Regions from separate parts of the Mus musculus genome. Here region 1 is linked to region 2. Evidence: chromatin contacts called from public promoter capture Hi-C data. All regions are on one chromosome and are shown on one strand. Each heading gives the region's core, a stretch centred on a gene start, on an enhancer-like site or on the middle of the called end of the contact. The rest is flanking DNA. Distances are from core to core; before and after follow the strand shown.

Region 1 (6,520 bases), core at 3,747-6,246, 2.8 Mb after region 2:
AGCCCTGGCTGTCCTGGAACTCACTCTATAGACCAGGCTGGCCTTGAACTCAGAAATCTACCTGCCTCTGCCTCCCAAGTGCTAGGATTAAAGTCATGTGCCACCACTGCCCAGCATGGTCTCTAACTCCTTATGTGGCTGAAGATGACCTTGAATTCTTGATCTTCTTGCCTCTACCCTCCAAGTGCTGGGATTACAACTCTGTACGGTCATGCCCAACTTCTCTGTCTCTCTCTGTCTGTCTCTGTCTCTGTCTCTCTCTGTCTCTCTCTCTGTGTCTGTCTCTGTCTCTCTCTCATGTATATATATGAGCTGATCTGTTAGAAGCAAGGATGCACTGATATAAGAGGGCAAAATAAGAGATTTCTAAACTGGGCGTGGTGGCGCACGCCTTTGATCCCAGTATTTGGGAGGCAGAGGCAGGCAAATTTCTGAGTTCGAGGCCAGCCTGGTCTACAGAGTGAGTTCCAAGACGGCCAGAGCTATACAGAGAAACCCTGTCTCGAAAAAAAAAAAAAAAAAAAAAAAAAAAGAAAAGAAAAGAAAAACAAACAAACAAAAAAAAAGAGATTTCTCAGGTGTATTGACATCTCAAATGAAATTGTTAACTGTGAATTTGCTAAGGTGCTATTCAGTAAGGAATTTTCTTGAGGACTGCCTGGAGATGGGTCAGAATGTGAGGATTAAAGAAAGGGCTTTGAATTGGAAAAAGATCTAGAAGAGACAAGGCTGATCTTTGCCACCCTAAATCTTCTTAGTGTGCTGTGGTTCCAGATCCTGACTCTCTGGACGTCCAATTACTTGCTTTTGTTTCCCTCTGAGATTTCTGGGTTTGGAGAAGTAACCTTCTAATCAAATAAGAAGGCAGTTGATAAAATACACCCGTAAGCGACATTTAAGATGAAAACATTAAGATGAAAATTATAAATTGGGTGGAGTGGTAGAGGCCTCTGTCAGATGCATATATTTGATTAAAATATTTGGGCCCACACTTTTTGCTTATTGTCCATTTGAATTTCCTTTTTTCAGAGGTCATATGTAATACTGATAAGCACTGACATCTCCCTTTTGAAAGGGGGTCTCACTGTAGCTCTGGCTAGCCTGGACTATGCTATATATAGACCAGGCTGGCCTTGAACTCTCAGAGATCTATCTGTCTCCTGAATGTTGAGAATAAAGAAAGGCATGAGCCACTACACCCGGCTTCCTCCATTTTTCATTAGAACACTTTTGCTCTGTGTTGTGTGTGTGTGTGTGTGTGTGTGTGTGTGTGTGTGTTTGAAACGGGGTTTCTCTGTGTAGCCCTGGCCATCCTGGAACTCACTCTGTAGACCAGGCTGGCCTCGAACTTAGAAATCCACCTGCCTCTGCCTCCCAAGTGCTGGGATTAAAGGCATGCACCACCACTGCCCAGTTTGCTGTGTATTTTTTATCCTGAAAGTTATGCATTTACTGATAGGTTATTTCTTCACGGCTGGTGAAATGAGATAATTCAAGCTAGATTAGATTATATTAAAAACAGGTTTATTGGGAAGCTGCTCTTGGGAGGTCAGGTTCACTGGCCCCAAGGACCTAGGCCAGGGAAAATCGCCATGTGGAAAGGAGGGGAGGATGGGAAGGGAGAGAGAAAGAAAGGGCATGCGTGCAGAGAGAGAAGAAAAGAAGAGCACAAGACATTTGGATTTTATAGGGAGGAGCCTCTGGGGGAAGGGCAGTCCAGCCCCTGGGCTGGAAAGTTCAAGCTTGGGGACAGGGTAAGCCAGGTAGGGACTGAGGGATGCTGGGAGAACTGGAGGCCAGGTCTGCTTTGGTCTGTAAAATGTGCACCTCAGTCCCAGGTCGGGGAGTCCTGAAACCAACCACTTCCCTGACTGGGTTTGGAATCACTAAGGACACAGACTTTACAAGTGTGTGAGAGTGTTTCCCAAGAGGTTAAACTGAAGGAGGAAGCAGCATCACCACCAATGGATTAGGGGCTGTGCCTGAATAAAAACTGAAAAGAAAATGCCAACATTCACTGTTTTCTGCTTCCGGGTCTCCCAGCTGTGAGGAGTCCCGGCTGTGTGCCCCTGCCTGTCTGCCCCTCCACCCCTACAACCTCTGCTATGCCTTCCCACTGTGACAGACTGTGCTCTCTTAAACCCCGAGCCAAGATAAATCCTTTTCTCCTTACATTGTTTCCTGTTGGGCATTTTGTCACAGCAAAAACTCAGAGTAACTAATACAGTTGTTTCCCACATTGTTTAAGACAGACACTCTTCTCTAGAGGTTCTAAGTTCTACAACTTTCCAATTTTCTCTCTCTCTCTCTCTCTCTCTCTCTCTCTTTTGAGACAGGATCTCAATATGAATCTCAAGATGGTCTCCAATGAAGAGTTTCGTGCCTCAGTCTTCTGACTGCTAGGATTATAGGCACATATCTCCAAACCCAGCACCTATTATTTCTAGTCATGGTCTCGGGTGTCCAAGCTGGCTTTGAACTCTTGTTTCTCTTTCTTCCACTGAGTGCTAGGATCACAGCCATTTAATGTGGTGCTGGGATCGACCCCACGGCCCCATTGCACGATAGGCAGCCATTCTCCCAACCACACTGTATTCAGACCCTCTCTTTATTAATTTAACTCTTGAACTCAGTTTTTGAGAAAAAGTTCTCATGCAAATCTCTGAATTTGGTATGTACCCCAGGGTGTCCTTGAAGTCCACATGCTTTCCCACTGAGTTCTGAGATTTGGTTATTTTGGTCATTGTTATGAATCAGATTCATTGTTTTCTCTGTTTGTTTCTTTAAAACTTTTTCTGTTGCCATTATAACTAGGCATTTGTCTAGACAATACAAAATTACTGTTACTTTCACTTAGCCACTGTATTCTCTTTAATTCTAGATTATTCTCTCTCCCCTGTATGTATGTGCACTATGGTGTGTCTATGTGTGTCTATGTGTGTGTAGCAAGCATGGTGTGTGTAGGTGTGTGTCTATGTGTGTGCATGTGTGTATATGTGTGTGTTTATGTATGTGTGTCTGTGTCTATGTATGTGTCTATGTGTGTCTACGTGTGTATGTGTGTATATGTGTGTGTCTATATATGTGTGTCTGTCTATGTCTGTGTGTGTATGTGTGTGTCTATGTCTGTGTGTGTATGTGTGTGTCTATGTCTGTGTGTGTATGTGTGTGTCTATGTCTGTATGTGTGTATGTGTGTGTGAATGTGTGTGTCTATGTATGTATATGTGTGTGTATGTGTCTATGTGTGTATGTGTGTGTGTGTGGGAGGGCACTCAAGCATGTTGTGTGTAAGCCAGCATCCATGTACTCTTTCATTACTCTTAGTTGTTTCTCTGAAGTATCAAGTCTCTCTGAGCCTGGAGCTCCTTGTTTTGTAGTTCTCTACCCCAACTCACCCCACCCCAACCCAGGCTAAGAGTTTTCAAAACCTGAGTGACTCCCCTATCTCCTCACCCCACCCCACCCCACCCCACCTCACCCCCACAGTGTTGTAGTTACTGGTACTGCAAGTCTTGTTGTTGCATGAATTTGGGGGTCCAAACTCAGGTCCTCGTACTTGCACGACAAGCACTGTTAATCAGTAGCCCGTATCTCCAACTCTTTTCAGATCTGTATTCTCCTGTACTCTGGAAATAAACTAACTTTGGAACTTGCTAGCTTTATGGTTGTGCTACACTGCTGTTTTTGTAGGCTGACTTGAAGGGACTCTAAGGTCACGTGACGCTGCCTAGGCCACGTAATGGCTTTGTTCAGGTATTGGGTTGACAACCGGATGCACTAGCTCCTGGTATCCTGGTTCTTGGCACTCCCCTATCTTCCTGTCTCCCTTCAGCTTCCTGAGTCTTTCCCTGGTCCTTTTTTCCATTTTGTATAAAGGCTTCTCTAAGTAGCATTCCAAGTACAATTTGAGATTTACCGCTTAAAAACAAAACACATTTACCAGGATTTGTGGGAAACAAGAGTGGCCGCTTACCCAGACAGGGTTCCCGGCCTTCATCTTGTCTTTCTTATTTTGCTTTCTTATTTCAGGGGCCAGACCAGTCTTTAGGCACTGTTTGACCTTAGTTTGAGCTTATCAGGTTTAAAAAATTCCACTCCCTTATTTACTGCTTCGAATCTATCAGTGTAGAACAGGGTGACCTTGAAACTTCTGAGTCTCAGCCTTCTGAGTGCTGGCATTACATTATGCCGGGATTAATGTCCTTCTTGGGGACTGGACCCAGGACTTTATGAATCCTAGGCAATCAATCTACCAACTGAGTTACATCATCATTTTTTGTTTGTTTTTTGAGGGCTACTGTGTAGCCCTGGCTGTCAACTCACTCTGTAGACCAGTGGCCTAGAACTCAGAAATCCCGCCTGCCTCTGCCTCCACCACGCCTGGCTAAAAAGCCTTTTGTTTTGTTTTGGTTTTGTTTTGTGTTTTTTTCAAGACAGGGTTTCTCTGTATAGCCCTGGCTGTCCTGGAACTCACTTTGTAGACCAGGCTGGCCTCGAACTCAGAAACCCGCCTGCCTCTGCCTCCCAAGTGCTGGGATTAAAGGCCTGCGCCACCACCGCCCGGCTCTCCCTTGGTTTTTAAAGATAAGGTCTCATGTAGCCCAGGCTGGCCTCGAGCTCCTGATTCTCCGCTCTCCATTTGCCAAAGGTCAGGATTACAGATGTGTACTGATTCATTTGAGACGTTTATTAAAGGTTTCTAGAAATGAATTTCCAGGGATCACAGTGATGCACTGGATTGGCTGTCTTACAGCATAGGCAGTTTTGTCTCCTCCCTGCCGTCCCAACGACTGCCTTCACTGCGCCAGAACAGCTAAAATCGTTTCCGGAGTCCCTCCCCGCAGAGAAGCTGGGTCAGAAAAGCCGGAAACCCACACCTCCTCCCCAGAGCTCCCCTACTACGCCTGCGCGTCACTCGGCGGCGGCGCGCTCGCCCGAGGCATTGTGGTTATTGTAGTCTCCCCATATCCTTGGCGCCCACAGTCCCGTGACGCCGCCGCGCCTCAGCCCCACCCCGCAGTGTCCCTCGGGGCCGCCGCGGGGCCTGCGAACCGGGCGCGGCGTTCAGGCCAGTCAGCTGTTTCTCCCTGGGCAGAGGGCGGAAGCCCGAGCAGCCTGGGGCGGAGCTTCGCGCGGAACGAACGCCCACCCGTCCTACGTGCTCGTTCGTCTCCGTTCGCTGCGCGCGAGCCGGGAGTCCCCGCGGCGGGCGGCGGTGGCGTTGGCGGAAGGCGGTGGAGAGAAGCCCGCGGCTGCCGCGGCGACAGCGAAATGGCGGAGACGGTAGCGGACACCCGGCGGCTCATCACCAAGCCGCAGAATCTGAATGACGCCTACGGGCCGCCCAGCAACTTCCTCGAGATCGACGTGAGCAACCCGCAGACCGTGGGGGTCGGCCGGGGCCGCTTCACCACCTACGAGATCAGGGTCAAGGTGAGGCGTCCGCCCCTCTCCCGCATCCCTCGCTCCGGGGCCGCCAAGTCCCGCCGGACCCCGGCGCGGGGCCTTGAGGTCTCAGCGGCCGCCCAGGCCAGACGCCCCTGCGAGGCAGCTTGTCTGCGGGCGGAGGCGTGAGCCAGGGTTTCGCTCGCTCTCCGTGGACAGTTTGTATGGGGACCAGCTCGCTGGCTCCGGTAGAAGGTGCTGGAAGACGAGGGCGTGGGTTGAGCTCTGCTAGCCGAGATCTCAGGCAGCTGATCTGGGCTTGACATTTGAGTTGAAGAGGTAGATCTTTCGAGAACACTGTTCTCCGAAAAGAGAGCTAGGTGTGACTGAGGAAGAAAGGGGGAGGGGGGCGTGTGTGCGCAAAGTTGAAGCCCTCTCTCCCTCCCTGTCTCTTTTTTTTTTTTTTCCTGGACGCTTACCAAGACGTAGTGAAGCCAAGCTTAGCTGCTCTTTCCAGGCCTGTCTCAAGCTACAGTAAGAGTATCCTGGGCCGTACACGTCTGTGAGCAGAACTTGATGGCGAGTTCACGGGAGCGCGTCAGATTTTTGTGGTAGGGCTCAACCAAGCGGTTAGCAGCGATGAGAAATGGTTGACCTTAGCATGCTTGGCTGTCCTGCTGAAGGCCTAGGTGTGTGGAATGTCATCTTCCTCAGTGTCCAAAAAAGCAACTGCCCGGGACTAGGGAACCCTACTCATCTAAGTGTCTGGCTTTAGCTTTTTCACTTCAACTGAAAAAAGGAATAGGGTGAAGTAGAAACGTACTCTTAGAATCCCATAACTAATGGGGTTTTGGCAGTAAGTAATTTAGATGATTCGAGGGACACTAAATGAAAGTACTGCTTTTTTTACTCTGTAGAGCAGGATGGAAGGGTTTTTCCACATTTGAAAAAAAAACTTATTAAATTAATTCATTGCTAAAAATTAAATATTAAATAGTAACCATGAGAATTTTGGCCTTAGAGGACTCATGATCATTGTTAACATTAGCCTTTTTTTTTTTTTTTCGAGACAGGGTTTCTCTGTATAGCCCTGGCTGTCCTGGAACTCACTCTGTAGACCAGGCTGGCCTCGA
Region 2 (7,314 bases), core at 1,842-4,341:
TGGTGGCTTGGGAGTAACTTTAGAAACTTGAATATTAAATATTAGAGTTTAGCTATTTGGCTAAAATTAGAAAATTTATCATCACATGACTAATCTTAGTACCCTAGCTGCAAGGGAGTCTGAAAACCAGTTTTTATTACTATATTTATAATACTATAAAAGCCAGCTTCTAAAGTACAGAAGAGCAAGCTAGAAGGTTATGATGGTTAATCTTCATTGTTAACTTGGTCAGATTTAGAATCACCACAGAAATACAAGGGTATTTCTAGAATGGTTTAACGGATGAGGGAAGACCCACACCGACTGTGAACATCAATATTTTATAATCTTGAATCCCTGCATAAATTAAAAGATGAAACTGAACTGAGCATCTTTCTTTGCTTCCTAAGTGGACAAAAATGAGCAGTTACCTCACATTCTCACGACTATGTCTTCCTCACATTTACAGAGTTTATTCCTTAGAACTTTAAACCAAAATAAATTCTTTTCCTCCTTATGTTTCTTCTTGTCAAGTGTTCTGGACATAGTGAGGAAAGCCAGTGATATAGAATGGGCTGCCTGTTGTTGACTAAGTCACCATATACCTACTCCTTCCCCCTCATATAGATGGTCTCTGCCTACAATTACAGATAATTGTTAAAAGCAAATGTTTTCACCTGATGTTTAAAAGTATTGTCATGGAAGGGTTGAAAGGCTCTGGGTAAATAGGTGAGATGATAAATGTCAGTCAATGAGCTCCAATAACTGACAAATGTTAACTGCTTGTGATATACAGGGCTGGCTGGTAGGGTTGCTAAGCATACAGGTTTCCATTCTCCATCCCCCCAACATGTGATTTAGTAAGTGACAAAATATTAAAATTAACAAAAAAATATCCTAAGTGCTACAGGACATGCAGCAAGACCACCAATCTACAAATTTAGGATATTTTTTGTTAATTTTAATATTTTGTCACTTACTAAATCACATGTTGGGGGGATGGAAAATGGAAACATATTCTTAGCAACCCCACCAGCCAGCCCTGTATATCTCAAGCAGTATAAAATTGAGACTATTATATTATATTTTGATGAAGTCTATGCGTAATTTTTAAATTATATTGTTTCTAACTGATGGACATCATGGAAATCACTGGTGTTGTCCATCTGACATTCTGACTGTATAAAATGTTTATTTGTACCAAAGAACACACGGTAAGTGCATACATACACTGCTGATGAACAAAAGGCTTGTGTGTGGAAGTCATATTTTAAAGTCTCTTCTATAGTCTTCTAATACTTAAGTCAATTTGTAAAAAATTCTCTGTACTATAGCTGTTAGTAGGTTACATCCTAGTCTTGCCACTTCTTATGATGCTCTTGAGGCAAATTTACTGTATTGATTAGTCTCAAATCACCCTAAGCATAAATTCATATTAACATTTGTTAGTATGGAACGCTGCGTTCTGCAATGTGTCCCTTTAAGCCTTTTGATTTTATGTGAAAATCCACAATTGACTGTGAACAAGGAGCTCTCACCCCACTCCAGATACAAGGCAATATAACAAGCAGTAAAATGCACCTGTATAATTTTTTAAGTGGGACAGAATGAACTCTACTTTGGATGGATAATGACTGTCAAGTGTCCTAATTTCAGTGGCAAATTTCAAAGCTGAAAACTGTAGTTTCTGCTTCCTATTACTTTAATCTTTTTGTTGGGGCGGAATTGGGGGGGGGGGCGGCGGCGACGACTCACCTGTGAAAAACGAGGCCTAAAAAAATCAAATTATTTGTCCGAGGTCACGCCCAGTATTAGTGACCAAGCCAGACAAAATCCATAGGTTCTAATTTAACATCCTCACCAGCAGCATCTGTTGCCCCCGCACCCCCCAATCCCTAACTGTGCCACTTCATCTCCTTTCTAGCTCCAAATAAAGTTGGTTTTTATTTTATGTCTTACCCCACCCCCTTTTTCTTCTGTGTCAACCCGTAGTAAAATCTTGCACTAAGAGTGAATGAAAACACGCCGACTTTTAGGAGCCTTTCCCTTTTGCCAACATTTTCTCTGAAAGGCTCTCGGGGCTCTCCGAGCAGCCGCGAGAGGAGTGGAGGGAGGGAGGTGAGTGGAGCAAACAAGTCTTTCCGTGTTCTCGCTCGTGCCGCGTGTGTGTGTGGGGTGTGTGTGTGTAGCCTGCGCGGGGGAACCCACAGTGGTTGTCCTAGTGCGAGAGGGGCAGGCGGTGGGGGAGTGGGGGGGTGGAGAAAACCACGACGGTGGGAAATCCCTGTGCTGTCGGTGTATCTGCCCAGCTTGGGCAAAGCTGGGCAGGGCCGCGCGTGAATAAATCTCCTTAAGTGGCCGGGCGCAGTCACTGCAGCACCGCAGAAGAGGAGGCGGGCGAGGCGGGGCGCGAGGCTCGCCCGGAGCTGGGGGGAGGGGAGGGCGGAGGAGGGAGCGAGCGCCAGGGCGGCCCTTTTATAGGCCGAGGCCCGCGCGCCCCCGCCCCTCGAGCTGGCCCGGGCTCCAGCTCCGCCGCCGCGTTACCTGAGAAGGGCCGGCACGTCCAACGCTCCGCCCGCCCGCTCGCTCGCCCGCCCGGCCCGCCCTCCCTCCTTCCCACCCTCCCGCTCGGCCAGGGCCGCCCGAGGTCTGTGCCGCGCCTCCCTTCTCCCGCTGGCGGCTTCCCTTACCTTGTGAAAACAAAACAAAACAAAAAATATCCTCTCCGCGGCAGCCCCCGCCTCTTCCGTAAGATGTGACATGGCGGTCGGCGAGGGGAACTCGGGAAGCCGCCAAAACCCTGCGCCCCTCTGAGCCTATCCATGCTATCGGCGCTCCCCGGGCCCCGCCGCAGTGACCCGGCCCACAGGCCGAATCATCGATTCCTCGGCGCGCGGCCCGGCTTCCCGCCAGCTTCTTCCCCAGCCGCGCGCTCCGAGCGGGGGAGAACCCCCTCCTCGTCCCCTCCCACCCCGGGCGCGCGCCCGCCCGCCTCCTCCCCCCCCCCCGTCGCCGCTCGCGCGCGCGCACACACACACCCCTCCTCCCCTCCCCCAGTGGTTGCGTCCGTGACATCATCATCATGGCAACAAGAGCTGCAGCCTGGGACCGAGGAGCCCGTGTGATTCCCGGCGGCGGCGGCCGTGGCGGCAGCAGCAGCGGTACCACCCGACCCGACGAACGCGCGAGGGCTTCTCTCCCGCTGCCTCTCGCCCGGAGCGTCTGAGGAGGCGGCGGCAGCACACAGCCTCCGCAGCCTCCGCGCGCCGCCGCCGCTGCCGCTCGTCCCGGCGTCCGTGCGAGGGGCGGGGGGGAAAAGCCGAACCGAGGAGGAAGGGGAGGAGGCGCCTCTGCGGAGCCCGCCGCCGCCGCTGCTGCCAGGTCGCTGAGTGGAGGGGAGGCGGTGGCGGTGGCGGCGGCGGCGAACATGTTTTCTGTGCGGATAGTGACTGCCGACTACTACATGGCCAGCCCGCTGCCGGGGCTGGATACCTGCCAATCCCCGCTCACCCAGCTCCCTGTCAAGAAGGTGCCGGTGGTACGAGTCTTCGGGGCGACCCCGGCAGGTAAGCGGGAGCGGGCGGGAGCGGGAGCGCGGGCGCCGGGTCGTCGGGGCTGCCCTCCCTCCGCGCACTCGCGCGCACGCCGCCGCCGGCGGCCCTCTACAGGGTCGCTGCGGAGTCTGCCCTGTTCTCGGCTTTGCTCGCCTTCTCTCTCGCGCGCGTGACAGGAGGCGCAAAAGAAAAAAAAATGTGGGCTCGCGTGAGCGCTGCGCCCCCCTCCGCGGCAGAGAGGCGGCGGGCGCCCGGTCTCTCCTTTGCGAGCGGCGAGCAGGCTGGAGCCCCTGCCTCGGTGGGTCGGGTGGCTGCGCCTCGTCCCCAAGGACGAGTTCGCGGGTCCTTAGAGGTCGGTCCCCGGCGGAGACCCCGGCCACTCGCTACGTGTCCCTAGTGCCCCGTTCGAGAAAAGGCTTTGAGGGCAGAGGCGAAGTGTCAGGCGTGTTGTCCGTCGCTCCCGGTTGCCTCTGTTCACCCTCGCTCTCCTCTGCCCCTGCCGGAGATGCTGTGGCTGTAGAAAGTGGCGCCCGGGGCCAGATAATTTTTCTCATTGAAGTGACCATGTGGCTCTTCTGTGAGTGCAGGTCGTGACTGCTTAGAGTTTAATGCCTCGACAGGGACAGAGCGGCATCCTCAGGTGCAATGCTTTCAGGAAATGTGCATCCATGGAAATAGGAACTACGTGTTTGTGTCGCCCAACATAAAATACTACACCTAATGGGGGTGGATTCGTTAGGAAACACAGCCAAGCTCAGCAGCATAGGCATTTTAAAATTCCTCTAGGCTGGGTTGCAGGGTTGCATTTTAAAAATAGATTAAAAAAAAAAAAGCCATTTTGAAGAAATGGTGGGGGGGGGAAATGACAAGCTATGTTCTGGAACACTCTTTGGGTTTATAATATAAATAGGTTAGGGGCCAGATATACAAGGTTTTGCGTTTTTATCTTTCAGTTTTGCGTCTTTTTACATGCTTTAAACTGTTAAGATGAAATGGTAAAGCCGTATTCTGGAAGACGATTCTTACCAAGGTATAGCCCTATGGGGTTTCAGACGGCATTTCCCACTTGATGCTCTTTGCCTTCGTCGCCATTCATCTTTATTACTACAGTCAGCTTCTGTGGACTACCAAGACAATACCATTTCCCAAAATACAGACACTCGTTCTAAGCTACTACCTTTTAATGTGAATTCTCTTTGTTAACAATGCCAATGACATAAATAAGGCTGGGTAAAAGACTCCTTTTTCAAGTAGAGTTTGATGCTGTGAACCTTGGAAGATCGAGAACCGGAATGCTGGTAACAGTTGGTAGAAAGTATAGCATTTGAGACGTGGAAGACTGGAAAATCAGAGGCATTATAATGTTCTGGAGGATAGGTTTTCTACCTTTTTAAATGCTGTGCTGCTGTCTTTGTTTTGATTTGGAATCTCAGGGTAATACACTGCCTGTTCTCCTTTCAGCTGCAGAGGATGATAGTGAAGTTGATTTTCAAGTTGTAGAGCAACATGCTAATAGGATATTGTTGTGGTGGTCCAGTTTGTATGGTGGTCGAGTTATAGGTTTTCCTGCTACACTCACTCAATAGGTATACGTGAGTGATTTTAAAACTATTATGTAGGAAAGCTTTTGTTTGTGCGATTGCATGAATTTCACTTGCTATTAGCCGATTCTGTGAAAGAGTATCTTTTACAAATAGACTGGTGTAGACACTTGTGTTTCTGAATGTTGGAATGTGAACTATTTCATAAGAAATATTTATCTCTTCTTCTTGAATATCTTACAATAGGTCGCCAGCCTCCAATTAAAAAGAGAAACCCTCTGTGTTTTTTGTGGTGTACTTGGAAATGTATACTATAAATGAAGAAAAAATAAGTACTTGTGATACAGGCAAAAGCAATCATCACGTTGCTAAGGAGTATCATGTTGCTAAGGAGTATCAGGTTGCTAAGGAGTATAAGGTTGAAGGTATAATTCACAGGTTAAAGCAAAAGTTTCTGTTTCAAGCATGACACATAGATGGATGTAAATGTCAGTTTAGACCTCAGTAATTGGTTCATTAATATATGGTAATAGTGCTTGTGAGATACCTTGGTGCTGAGGTCAGAGGAAAACAATAAAATAATTCCTTACATAGTATAAAACAAATCTTGTTTCCTCAATGTGAGAAAAAAAAATTGAAGTCCTTGGCACACACTTAAAGTCTCCAGTTTTTATAAATCAAGCATTTTTAATGTCATAGACCGCCCCCCAGTAGAGTTAATATTAATCCAGACTCAATGAAAACTACCCTGCAGAATTTTCTGCTTTAAATTCTCTTCCCAAAGAAAACTAGTCCAGGCCATGTAGATTTAAAACTTGGAAATAATGTAATAGAGCGGCCAGAATATTTTATTAAAAATCAGTGTTTGGTGGGTGTGGCGCTGAATGCCTATCATCTGTCCCTGGTGGCCAAGGCAGGTGGATCTCTGAGTTCAAGGCTAGTCCGGCCTACTTAGCTAGTTCTGGAGACCCAGGACTACACAGAGAAACCCTGTCTTGAAAAACCAAACCAACTAACCAAACACAATTTGAATGCTAGAATTTTTTAATGAAAACAAATTTACTATTACAAAATTCAGACATATTACTAATGTGTAAACTATGTTAATGGACATTTGTAACACCTGTAAGTCCTCACCTTGTAGGTGTTAACTTTGGAAGTCCGTAATTCTTTGATTTGGAGAAAAGATTTTTTTTTCTTAAACAGAATTTGCTATTCAAAGTAGATCCAATATCAGCAGAAGAAAGTTTCTCTCAAAATGGCTATTTGAATTATAAATTCCGAGTCAATTGGATTACTGCTGTTGCAGGAAAAGTAATTTTCTGCTTTAGGAAACAGTCCAGTTAACTTTTGTTGTCCTGTCTTAAGGACATATTTGGAGTAATGTAAATAAATGTCTTGGATTTAAACACCTGTGTTTTGAGTTTGTGAAATTTGAAAATATTTTTTTAAATAGCATATTCAGACTTGAATGTGAATTTTTGACTGATTGGTTTGATCATTTGCTAATTGAACATAGTGATTCCTTATAAAAGTCACTTCATTTCTTTCATGTGAGTGAGGGAGTTACGTTTTAGAAACCCTTAGTTCTTTAAACTCATTAATTTTTTTTTTTTTTTACATCTCTTTGGTGTGTGTGTGTGTGTGTGTATGTGTACACATGTTTTCAAACACCATGGTGTGTGTGAGTACATGTGTGTTTTCAAGCACCATGGTGTGTGTGTGTGTGTGTGTGTGTGTGTATGTGAGTACCCAAGCACCTCGGTGACATTTGGAGGTCAGAGGGACTCGTTCCACCTTGTGGGTTCCTAGGACCCAGGTCATCAGGCCAGGCAGCAAGTACCTTTACCAGCTAAGCCTTCTCATTGGCACTAAACTCATTGTTTTTGAGTTGTGAGCATAGCTAGCCTTTAACAGCTGAGCAATCTCTCCAGATCCCTAAATTCATTTTTTAAAAAGTCTTAAACATTACTTTGATACATTATTTGATGTGTCCCAAGCATTATCATTGTAGAAAAAAATTATAATAACGCTCTGGTAATTTGTGGGGGGGGGGGGGAAGCAATGTGACTAAAGTATGGGATGATGTCTTTTTCATTTCTATCTGCATGGGTGTGGCACTACACATACAAGGCTGCTGAGGACCTGACTCCGGTGAGGAACTGGATGCGTCCAGAATCCACATCTCCACTTTTGCTTCAGTGCTCCTGTGCTCCGTGCATGCTGAGCCTAGTTGAGCC

What was found. Promoter capture Hi-C pulls out the DNA fragments that hold promoters and counts their contacts.
Region 1: a promoter capture Hi-C map of pre-B cells shows a contact between it and region 2, with 2.9 times the contacts expected there. The contact joins the promoter of Snx3 here to the promoter of Rev3l in region 2. A contact is called at or near these places in 2 of 39 promoter capture datasets (liver and pre-B cells).

The regions. Positions count from the first base shown.
Region 1 is chr10:42,497,058-42,503,577 of GRCm38.p6, forward strand. Snx3 (sorting nexin 3) reads left to right here and starts at 4,997. Exons shown (of 4, transcript NM_017472.4): 1 at 4,997-5,435. The coding sequence starts at 5,274.
Region 2 is chr10:39,729,069-39,736,382 of GRCm38.p6, forward strand. Rev3l (REV3 like, DNA directed polymerase zeta catalytic subunit) reads left to right here and starts at 3,092. Exons shown (of 32, transcript NM_011264.3): 1 at 3,092-3,545. The coding sequence starts at 3,407. E130307A14Rik (RIKEN cDNA E130307A14 gene) reads right to left here and starts at 2,939. Exons shown (of 3, transcript NR_038037.1): 1 at 2,670-2,939.